Regions from separate parts of the Canis lupus genome. Here region 2 is linked to region 1. Evidence: chromatin contacts called from public Hi-C data. All regions are on one chromosome and are shown on one strand. The core of a region is the stretch at or near the end of the contact, and the rest is flanking DNA. Distances in the headings are between cores, read along the strand shown.

What was found. Hi-C and Micro-C count contacts between places; a contact is called where the count stands out from the background.
Region 2: a Hi-C map of blood shows a contact between it and region 1, with 2.7 times the contacts expected there. The contact joins the promoter of GTF2E2 here to the promoter of PPP2CB in region 1. A contact is called at or near these places in 3 of 9 Hi-C or Micro-C datasets (amygdala, blood and skin fibroblasts).

Annotation. Positions count from the first base shown.
Region 1 is chr16:34,348,188-34,354,237 of UU_Cfam_GSD_1.0, forward strand. It overlaps PPP2CB (serine/threonine-protein phosphatase 2A catalytic subunit beta isoform), which reads left to right and starts at 2,332. Exons shown (of 7, transcript XM_038560171.1): 1 at 2,332-2,518. The coding sequence starts at 2,417.
Region 2 is chr16:34,512,980-34,518,560 of UU_Cfam_GSD_1.0, forward strand. It overlaps GTF2E2 (transcription initiation factor IIE subunit beta), which reads left to right and starts at 3,329. Exons shown (of 8, transcript XM_038560179.1): 1 at 3,329-3,509. It overlaps LOC119869501 (a long non-coding RNA gene), which reads left to right. Exons shown (of 3, transcript XR_005371526.1): 2 at 246-418; 3 at 1,396-1,670.

The DNA of each region.
Region 1 (6,050 bases), core at 1,082-3,581:
AAAATAAAAGTAGAAATCAGGCTGACTTGGGTGTTCATTCCTACTCCATCAGTTCCTATCTGTGTGACTAGATATGTTTTTGACCCCCTAGGTGTCTGTTTCTTCACCTGTAAAATAGAGGATGATAGTAATACCTGTGTCATTATTGAAGGATTATTGAAGGATTAAACAGGAAGATACAAGTAAAACGCATAGCATCTAGGAAAAAAAAAGCTAAACTTTTCAGAAGCACCATTTTCACAAATTCATTTCCCTACTCCAACTCTAAGAACATTCTCAACGTTAATTCTGAACACATTTGCTTCTACTTTGAGGACCTCTCTCCCCAACCAGTATCCATAGCTCCCATTTCTCCTCTGGCTTTTTGTTGTTGTTTTGTTTGTTTTGTTTTGTTTTACTGTTCTCAATTCTCTAGGAACTTCAGAAATACCATCCTCATTTGAGTTCTGAGCTCTCCAGGCTTGGCTAGAATTCAGCCTCCTTTAAACCTCTAATGTCCACAGAGACTACAACATCTATTGCAGTTAAACAGGTGCCAGGCTCTTCAGTATTGTTTCATCACCTTTTCATGTTTTGTGCTTCTCTTCCAGCCTTATTTTGCACCATATGACCTATTTCTATTGATTAAAGTAGCTTTCCAGACCATAATATTTCACACGTGTTCTCTACCAAAAAAAAAAAAAAAAATCCTTGCAACTTCTTTCCTCTTCTTCAGACAAATTCAAAGTTTTGCCTGGGAAGAAGGTTCAAAATTCAATTCCAATGCCACCGTCCTAAAGCTTTCTGTAACTGCTGCCCAGGAGGGATAAGGCATGTTGCTCCCCTACTGTACTATTGGATAGGCACTTGTAAAATGTTTCTTCACAACCTGAAAAGGTAGGCCTTTCTGAGCCCTTTTAATAGATGAGGAATCTGAAGTTGGGAGAGATTTGGTGATTACCCAAGGACACTGCTATGAAGTTGGCAAAGCCAAGATCCCAGCGCTCGCCTCCTGACAGAGGATGTTGCTCTCGCCTGGGTTAGTGGCAGTATGTGTCTTCTGTAGAGTCCGTATGGCTGCTTAGCACCTGCTCTACAAGGGATGTGGCACTTAGCAGGTGCTCAGTAAGTATTTGTTGAATGTCCAAATCATTAGAACTCAGTAAACACTGCAGAAAATGCAGTGAAGAACGCTGGAGCTGGAAGGGACACAGACTGTTATCACGGAAAAATCATGAAAGGGAGGCTTGGAGAGCCGCCTGGGTGGCTCAGTCGGTTAAGCGGGGGACTTGGGCTGGGGTCGTGATCTCGGGGTCCTGGGATACGGCTGGGGTCAGGCTCCCCCCACTCCCTCCCTTCCCCCCAGAGGGGGCATCTGCTTGTCCCTCGCCCTCTGCCCCACCCTCCCCTCGCGCTGGCAAGCCGGGGGGGTGGACCTAAAAAAAAAAAAAGAAAAAGAGGCTTTAAGATGTTAGGGTCCACGGCTAGTTGGCGGCAGGGTTAAGGCTAGAAAGAATCCATTTATAGACCCAATAAACACTGAATGCTTGGGATCCCTGGGTGGCGCAGCGGTTTGGCGCCTGCCTTTGGCCCAGGGCGCGATCCTGGAGACCCGGGATCGAATCCCACGTCGGGCTCCCGGTGCATGGAGCCTGCTTCTCCCTCTGCTTGTATCTCTGCCTCTCTCTCTCTTTCTCTCTCTCTGTGACTATCATAAATAAAAATTAAAAAAAAAAACAAAAAACACTGAATGCTTGCTCTGGGAGAGTGCCTGACTCTGGGGGGACAGCGCTGCAGGGGAAAGGCCCAGGTTTCCCAGCTCCTCCCCAGAGTGCGGAAACAGCACTGCAAGAGGCTAAGGTGGGCCTACGTCCCCAGAGAAAAGGATGTGAAGAAAAGGCTTTCACCCAAGTGGGAAAGGAAGAGAGAGGAGGGAGGAGGGAGGGACAGGAGCCCGCCTCGGCGCCATCCCCGGGCCGCTTGTCCGCCGAGCCGCACGGGGGCGCTGCAGCCTTCTTGCGTCCCGAGCCCCGGCGGGCGCCGCCGGCTCCCCGCTCCCGGCGGAAATGCCCGGGCGCTGACGGAAACCCGGAGGGAGGGCAGCGAGGGAGCGAGGGAAGGGGCGAGAGAGCCGGGAGAGGCCGGCGGCGGCGGCGGCGGCGGCTCGGGGTGAGCGTCCGGCGGGTGGTTCGCCGAAGGCCCGCGCCGCGCTCCCGCCCACCTCCCCGCGCCCTTCGCCGGCTGCGGGGCGGGCGAGGGACCCCGCAGGCCGCGCGCCGGGAGCCGCCCGCTGGCCTTGGGCGGGGCGAGGGGCCCGCAGCCGCGCCGCCCCGCTCCCTCCTCTGCCGCTGGGAGCCGCTGGCGGCGGGAGAGGGGAGCGGCGCGCGGGGCGCGGGAGGGCAGGGGCGGGGTGGGGGGAGGGAGGCAGCGGGCCGCCATGGACGACAAGGCGTTCACCAAGGAGCTGGACCAGTGGGTCGAGCAGCTCAACGAGTGTAAGCAGCTGAACGAGAACCAGGTGCGGACGCTGTGCGAGAAGGTAAGCGAAGCGGCCTGCGGGGGCGGGCGGCCGGCCGGAGCGGGGCGGGGCGGGCGGGCGGGGCGGGGCGGGCCGCTGCTCCCCGGCCCCCGCCCTCCGGAAGCCCCTGCGCCGGCCCGGGGAGCCCACGCCCCGCTTGGGTCGGGGTCCCCGGCGCCCCGCTGGGGATTCCTGACCCTAACGTCTCACGTGCGCGCCAGCGGCGGGGTAATCCAGCGCGAGCTTTTGCTGGAAAATGCACCGAAAGTGAACCTGGATGGTCTTAATTATTAACCGAGCTTGTTAAGAGACGTAGGGCTTTTCTCGGGTGAATGGGGGGGGGGGGGCTGGGGGGCTCCAAAAATCAGCAGCTTGCAATGTGCCAGCCCGTTTGTCTCTGGAGGGGTGGGCGTAGTGGCCGACGGATGGGTAAACCGAGGCTGACTTCGATCTCAGCACGCGGCGACTGGTCTTCGCACGGATTCTTGATTGTCCGAAACCAGGCGGTCTGTCTTTTAAATTGGACCACAGGGGCACCTGGGTGGCCCAGTGATCGAGCGTCCGCCTTTAGCCCAGGTCGTGCCCCCGGGGTCCTGGGATCGAGTCCCACGTCGGGCTCCTCCTCGCAGGGAGCCTGCTTCTGCCTCTGCCTGTGTCTCTGCCTCTCACGAATAGATAAATAAAAAGCTTTAAAAAAAAAAAATAGTTTGGCCACAGTGATAACTTGAAATGATAGATGGGCTACGTGTCTTTGATTCAGGGCAGCCCTTTTCAAAAGTTATTTCCGTTTCTGTTATATGTAAAGTGTTTGGGGTTCTTTCTTTTCTTTTTCTTTTTCTTTTTCTTTCTCTTTTTCTTTTTTTTCTTTTTCTTTTTTTTCTTTTTCTTTTTCTTTTCTTTTTTCTCTTGTCCCAGGGTAATAAAATCTGCAAGTGATAAACTGCTCACAGTCGTCCTTGACTGGGTGATCTTGGACAACTTTCTTGAATTCTGTGTCCATTGTTTTCTTAACCGCTGGAGTTGTTTCACACTCTTCATCTTACCGGATAAGTCTTGGAATTTTTCTCGTTCGGTTTTTATGATTGGACTAGATAACTTTCACACATTTTTATGGAAAAAAAAGTCTGTATGAAAGAGTAACCAAGTTCTTTTTCTTTTTTTAAGATTTTATTTATTTATTCGTGAGAAGACAGGCCGAGGGAGAAACAGGCTCCATGTAGGGAGCCAGACGCAGGCAGGACTCGACCCCAGGACTCTGGGATCACACCCTGGGCTGAAGGCAGATGCTCCACGGCTGAGCCACACAGGTGTCCCTAACCAAGTTATTCTTAATGCTGTTGGATTTGTTTGTATTCTTAAGGCATAAATCTAAGACTTTTTTTGAGAGTTTGTGTTTGGAAATCGGAATGCCTTAGAAATGCATTGGAGAGGGCATTCCTTTTTTTTTTTTTTTTTTTTTTTTTTTTTTTTTTTTTTTTTTTTTTTAAGATTTTATTTATTCATGAGAGACATAAAGAGGCTGACACAGGCAGAGGGAAATCGCCTCGTAGGGAGCCCTATGCGGGACTGAATCCCGGCCTCAGGAATCACGCCCTGAGCTGAAGGCAGACAGACGCTCAACCCGCTGAGCACCCACCTAGGCATCCCCAGTAATAGGGCACTCTTAAAATTATGCAACTTAGGGATGGAGGAATAATAGCTAATGTTAAGTTAGAATAGTTTTTAACAAGTGTAATGTTGCCTAGCACTTTTGTATATTATATAACTCGTTGCGGGACGCCTCCGTGGCTCAGCAGTTGAGCGTCTGCCTTTGGCTCGGGGCATGATCCTGGGGGTCTTAGGATCGAGTCCCGCATCAGGCTCCCTGCATGGAGCCTGCTTCTCCCTCTGCCTGTGTGTGTCTCTGCCTCTCTGTGTGTGTGTGTCATGAATAAAATCTTTTAAGTAAATCACTCACTCACTCCCTCTTTGTTAACAGGAGAATTTCTGTAAATAGGACTGCCAAGCCAGTGGTATTTTTTTCTTTCTGAAACAAACATTACTTACAGCTTCAAGTAGACATTCTGTGTGCTTGTTTGATAACCTAAAATTTCACGAGTCTTAAATTTTACATTTTAAATTCCTTTCTCAAATTTTACATTTTAAATTGTTCTCTTGGGCAGCCCAGGTGGCTCAGTGGTTTAGCGCTGCCTTCAGCCCAGGGCCTTGTCCTGGGGACCCGGGATCGAGTCCGGCGTCAGGCTCCCTGCGTGGAGCCTGCTTCTCTCTCTGCCTGTGTCTCCCTGCCCCCTTCAAATAAATAAATAAATTTTTCTAAAAAAAAAATAAAAAATAAATTGCTCTCTCAAGGTCTAGTGTCAGCATTCAATCTTAAAATACCTAGTCTTGAAATTAGTTGAGTCAGTTAACCCTGCTATGAACATTAAAGACTTGAAGTTATGAACAAAGCTGATGTTGAATCCCTTTGACTCGCTAATAGTTTTGATATATTCCTAGAGAAGAATTCAAGTCACACTTAAATCTTTTTGTTTTTGTGGAGTTTTTTAAACTTTTCTTTAATCTCTATACCAAACATGGTTCTCGAACTCACAACCATAAGATCAAGAGTGGGATGCTTATCTGACTGAGCTAGCCAGGTACCCCTCAGTCACAATTTAAGTCTTGAGGAGGCTTTCTGTATTTATCCAGAGATAAATTCTCCAGGCATCCCTGGAGAATGTACTTCAAAAGAGATTTTATATAAAATCTAAAATCTGGGGATCCCTGAGTGGCTCAGTGGTTTGGTGCCTGCCTTCGGACCAGGGCGTGATCCTGGGGTCCTGGGATCGGGTCCTGAGTCGGGCTCTCTACGTGGAGTCTGCTTCTCCCTCTGCCTGTGTCTGTGCCTCTCTGTGTCTATCATGAATAAATAAATAAAATTAAAAAAAATAAAATCTAAAATCTTAAATTCCCGTTCAGGGCACCTGGGTGGCTCAGTGGTTGAACATCTGCCTTTGGCTCAGGTCGTGATCCCCGGGTTCCTGGGATCAAGTCCCACGTCAGGCTCTCCATAGGGAGCCTGCTTCTCCCTCTGCCTATGTCTCTGCCTCTCTGTGTGTGTGTCTCTCATGAATAAATAAAATCTTTAAAAAAAAAAAAAAAAGAGATTGAATTCCTGTTCTAATTCAGGTTGCCTAAAAACTGAAGGAGTCAGCTGAAATTGAGACTAAAGTGGTACTGATGAAAGCCCTATTTTGAGGTAGTGGCAAAAATAATATCCATCCTAATGCCAAATGGGAAAGAAATACAAGAAGTATGGATATGGATGGTCTGGCCTTCGAGGTTAATTTCTGCACAGAAAAAAAAAAAGTTTGTATAAAATAGTAAGGCATATCTTTTGAAAAGACTAGCTCTTAAATTAGCAGTCCAGCTTTTTTTTTTTTTAGCAGTCCAGCTTTTGAAGCTAATTGCAAATTTGACTTATGTGTATAGAGAAACTGTTTCTGTGATTCATTTCTGCATCAGCAGTGTGTACAGTAATTTTAAAAGATAGTGTGCCTGGAGAGCCAGTCTG
Region 2 (5,581 bases), core at 2,079-4,578, 170 kb after region 1:
TATTGTTTACATACAATAAACAATATGGTAGTTGCCTTTTATTTATTAAGTCACTTTTATCCTCTTTAGAGGCTCCTCCTCAAATTTGTATGTTGAAACCTATTCCCCAAAGGATGGTATTAGGAGCTGGAGTTTTTGAGTGGTAATTAGGTTGAGAGGAGAGGGTGCTTAGGATGGGATTAGTGCTTTTTAAAAAGAGACTGGAGAGAGCTTGCTTGCTTCCTTTCTGTCTCTCTCTTTTACAGCCCCCTCTCTGCTCTCTGCCATGTGAGGACACAGCAAGAAGACAGCCATCAGCAAATCAGGAATCAGGCTCTCACCAGATACCAAATCTGTTGGTACCTTGATCTTGGACTTTGCAGCCTCCAGAACTTTGAGAAATAAATGCTTGTTGCTTAAGCCTGTCACCCAGTCTCTGGTAATTTGTTAAAGTGGCCCAAAGTGACTAAGACAATCCTTTCCATTACAAGTGAGGATTAGAGAGGTAGGAAGTGGTGGAGTAGGAATTCAGGCCAGATCTATCTGGCTCCAAGGCCAGTATTTGAACCCCTGCGGAATAAAAGTTTCTAGGCAGAGGCAGTGGCAAATGTTTTCTTTTTGGAGAAAATTTGTGAGAGTGAAGATGGGTAGTCTTCGGTAGTGGAATATGCCACCACAAAATATGCCCCCCCCCTTTATTTTATTTTTTTAAATTTTTAAAAAATTTATGATAGTCACACACAGAGAGAGAGAGAGAGAGAGAGAGAGAGAGAGAGGCAGAGACACAGGCAAAGGGAGAAGCAGGCTCCATGCACAGGGAGCCTGACGTGGGATTCGATCCCGGGTCTCCAGGATCGTGCCCTGGGCCAAAGGCAGGCACCAAACCGCTGCACCACCCAGGAATCCCCCCCCCCTTTTTTTAAATATGCCACTTTGGCATAAAGATTATTATGAACTGAAGATAATTGAGAAGCAGATATAAGAAAGCTTTCTCCTCTCCTCACTATTTGCCTAAAGGTAGGACATAAATTATAATGGTGTTGTCTCCATGCTCTCTACCAGAGACATATTTATTTATCTATCTGCCCATCTATCTATCTAGATATCTATCTGTCTTAAAGACTTTATTCTTTAGTAATCTCTATACTCAATATGGGACTCAAACCTACAACCCCAAGACCAAGGGATACATGCTCTACAGACTGAGCCAGTCAGGCACTCCTTAGTGCTCTTTTGTTAAGATGCTAAGACAGTTCAGTCCATGGAGCTTGCCACTCTTGATCTTTGGGTTGTGGGTTCAAGGCCCACGTTGGATGTAGCAATTACTTAAAAATAAAATCTTTTGCAAATTGAACACCAGTAAAAAATAAATTTATTATTATTATTATTTTATTTTATTTTATTTTTTTGAGACAGACCGTGTTGACCGGCCAGACCGCAGGAGCTAAGATAAGGAATCCAGGTCCGAGCATCGTCCCTGCCCCTCCTGGGGCGAATTTGTCCACGAAGGCAGCCAGACCTGAGCCAGCCGCGCTGGAGGGGGGCCGGTCCATACCCCGAGGCAGTAAGAGCACTTGAAACCAGGGTGGCCCCGCAGAATAAATTTATTATTAAAAAAATAAAATGAAATGATTGTCATTAAAAAAATCTTTTTTTTTAAGATCTTATTTATTCATGAGAGACGCAGAGAGAGAGGCAGAGACACAGGCAGAGCCAAAACCAGGCTCCATGCAGAGAGTCCGATGTGGGACTCCATCCAGGTACTCCAGGATCACACCCTGAGCCGAAGGCAGAAGGGCTTAACCGCCAAGCCACCCAGGCGTCCCTTAAAAATGAAATCTTAAAAAAAATACTAAATAAGCTCAAATTCTACCCACCCCTTTGAATCACTCATCTCCCAAGTGTATGTGTGCTGGTCACTAATAAACTTGTCTTTCTTTTGTTATGGTCTCTTTTGTTAGTCTAATTATTGGGAGAACTTAACATGGATAGAGGGGAAAAAAGACCTTTTTTTCTTTATGGGATGAATGCCTGAGAAGGAAGCAGGGTCCTGGAAAGATATTTACAGAATTGGGTAGGCTACCTAAGAAGTCTGGGGAAAGGCTCTAAGGGAGCAGAGAGCATCAATGCTAGGGAATAAATTGATACAAAACTGGCTCCTATTTCTCAGGACAGGGTAATTTTAACTTTTGGGTTAGTATTTTTCATTTGCTGCCTGCCCCTTCTCCCCATTACACTTCATCAGTTTTTTTTTTTTTTTTAACCAATTTCTGACTTTACCGGGTTGTAAATATTCCAGCAAAGTTACATTTCCTGAAGGTGTCACATGAACATCAAGTGAGTTTATTAGGAAATCCTCCAGAATGAAACTAATTTCAAAAAGGTACACATCAAAAAAAAAAAAAAAAAGCCACACATCAGTTATCTTTTGGCTTTTTTTTCTTTTGGCTTATTTCCAAGTTTTGAATAAAAATTTATTATTTCATCTAATCTGCACAACAGCCCAATGCAAGTACCTTATTTTGGTAGTACAATTATTCCCATTTCTCAAATGCAAAAACCGAAGCACAGGTTAAGTAACTTGACCAACCAGCACTAAGTAATTAAATAACAGCGTTGAGCACTGGCTTTGCTGCCACCTCCGGTAGTAAGAGAAAGGACAGCCGCAGGAAATATGACACCCTCCAATACCCTGCAGGCGGTGGGCCACGCCAGTTATCTGTTTCGTAGCATTCATTCATTACTCCTATCTCTTCATGCTGCCTTTTAAGTCTAAATCCTCGTCTAAGGGGGTTCACAGGTGTGGTGGTTGGGGATTTAAGCTGGGCTCCACGCCCGTAACTGGTTGCGCGCTGTGCCGTCTTGAGCAGGTCATGGCGCTTCACCCGACTTCTGTTTCTTTTAAAGATTTTATTTATTTATTGATGAGAGACACAAAGAGAGGCAGAGACAGAGGCAGAAGCAGGTTCCACGCGGGGAGCCCGACGTGGGACTCGATCCCAGGTCTCCAGGATCACGCCCTGGGCCGAAGGCGGCACCAAACCGCTGAGCCACCCAGGGAAAGGACAGATTTTTGTGTTCCATTTTAGCAACCGCTCCTCTTCCTACGTAAGCCTCATTCTCCGCCTCCCCCCTTTCCCGCCCGCCCGCCCGCCCGCCGTTGTCATGGAAATCCGGGACGCCCCTGCCGGCCGACTCCCCTCCCGCGGGACCCCGGGCGGGGCACGTGACGGCGCACGCGCGTTCTCGCGGGCGGGGGCGCCGCGGTGCCTGCCGGGACGGAGCTCCTCGTAGCCTGATCAGGAAGTGGCGGGCGGAGTTCCCGGCCGAGTCGCGCCGCCTCAGCCGCCGCCGCCGCCGCCAGTGCCGAGACCCCGACCTGGCGGGGCTGCGCTGGGCGTGCGTGCGGGCAGGCGGGGGCGCTGCTGACGAGGAGCAGGGAGCGGCGGCCACGCGGGCGTGGGCGGCTGGTGGAGGTGGAGGCGCTGGGAGGCGGCGGCCGGTCGCGTGGGGCGGCCCTCCTCGCTCAGGTAGGGGCCGCGGCCGCCGGGTGTGGGGAGCGGAGCCCCGGCCTGTGGTTCCTCGGGAGCGCCTCCTCCTGCGGGGCGAGCCTGTCTTCCGTCGGTCTCTCGGGGACGCGGGGTCTGCGGTTCTCTGCGCGAAACGCCAAACAGTACCAACTTCTGGGGCGCATTGTCTTTTAGGCCGGAGGTCCACTGAGCAAACTTTTGGGTTGGAAAGGGGGAAATTCGCCGTCAGGATGCTGACTGCCTCTCTTCCTGGCCCCCGACCTCACAGGAGCCGTAACTGAGCGGGACGTGTGTGGAGTTGAGGGAACCACGGGGTCCAGCTAAAGGCGGTGATTTAGATGCACCTCCGAGGGCTCTTTTTTTTTTTTATTATTTTTTTTTAAGCCGCGTTTTGGAGACTCGGTTTGTACTGATTCCCGAACTTTAGTTATTATAGTCGATGTCTGCAAAGTCTTAAGACCTGCTCCAAATCCAAACACTGGGGTGTACCTTTTCGTCCATCTCCCCGGTCCTGAGATTTAGGAGGTAAGCGGTGTCGTTTCCTACCTTGCCGGCTGTTCCTGGCAATGTTCTTGGGCTTATGCAGAGAAGGAAGCAAAGGAGAAGTAGAAAGGTTGAAAAATAAAAGGCGAATGGTAGAGGGGGAAGAACGTGTGCTCTGGAGCTAGATTTTGATTTAATTTTTGGCTGCTCAGTGACCATGGAAGAACACGTGAACTCCCTGAGTTGTGATGATTTTTTTTTTTTTTTTTTTTTAAGTGGGAAATGGGCATAGGTCTCCTGCGTAGGTCAGTATATGTGAAACTGCAGATTTCTGAGTAGTCTGAAAAAAGAGGTGGAAAAGTTAAGCGGAGCATGCGATGGTGGGAGAGAGAGAGAGAGAGGGAGACCTTCAGCCTTCTGCTCCTGGGTGCCATTGAACGTTACCGGTATCGCACAGGTCGCCTTTGTTTTATTAGAGGCCTTGACCAGCATTTCAGGTCTGGAGTAAGGAAGCTTTTGATTGAGGAGGCCGAGTATTCGTGTCCTGACCTAGGTACTTAACAGCTGTGTGACCCTAAGGGTCCCTCCTCACTTCAGATTTCACGTATTAAAATAAGGAATAAAACTAATACCTATCATTTCAGAGAGTTGTGAGGCTCAAATGCTGTAAGCATTTAGGTTTTTGTAAATTGTAAGGCTTTTGTTTAAGCCTGTGTTAAAATCATGGTTAAAAGCCTGGTTTGATTACCTGTCTTAACACGATGACTTAAACAGCTACAGATGTTTCCTGTTTTAGGTGTGTTGCCCCCATTTAATCACTTGTGATTTCTACCCCCCCACACACTTACCCTCCCCCCACGTCTGCTATCTTTCCAATACCCTAGCATAATCCTCCTGTTATTTTTTCTTTTCAGATCCAACTCAGAATAGTAGCAGTGAGGTAACATTTGTATATAGCTTTATTACTCAGAAAATTGCTTTTCACAAATATTGTCTCATTTTAAAGTTGGGCTAGATGGAGATAGCATTGACAGTATCTTCATTTTGTTTATAATAAAATTGGATTTAGTGAGGTCTATGGATTGCCTAGGTCATGTTGCAGTTACAGATTAGTACTGAGGATTCCAGAAGTCAGGTCTTTGATAACAGTGCCAGTGGCTCTTACTCATTCAAGTTTACTCTGATTATTTTTTTTTTATCAGTGCTTATATTTTTGACTTTTAGCACTCTGAGTCATATTTTATTCATTTTTTAAAAGATTTTATTCATTTATTAATGAGAGACAGAGGGGGTGTGGGCAGAGACACAGGCAGAGGGAGAAGCAGGCTCCATGCAGGGAGCCCATGGGGGACTCGATCCCTGGTCTCCAGGATCACGCCCTGGGCTTGAAGGCTTCGCTAAACTGCTGAGCCACCCGGGCCGCCCTTATTCATTTCTTTTTTTTTTTTTTTTTTAAATTTTTTTTAGATTTTTATTTATTTATGATAGTCACACAGAGAGAGAGAGAGAGAGAGGCAGAGACACAGGCAGAGGGAGAAGCAGGCTCCATGCACCGGGAGCCCGACGTGGGATTCGATCCCGGGTGTCCA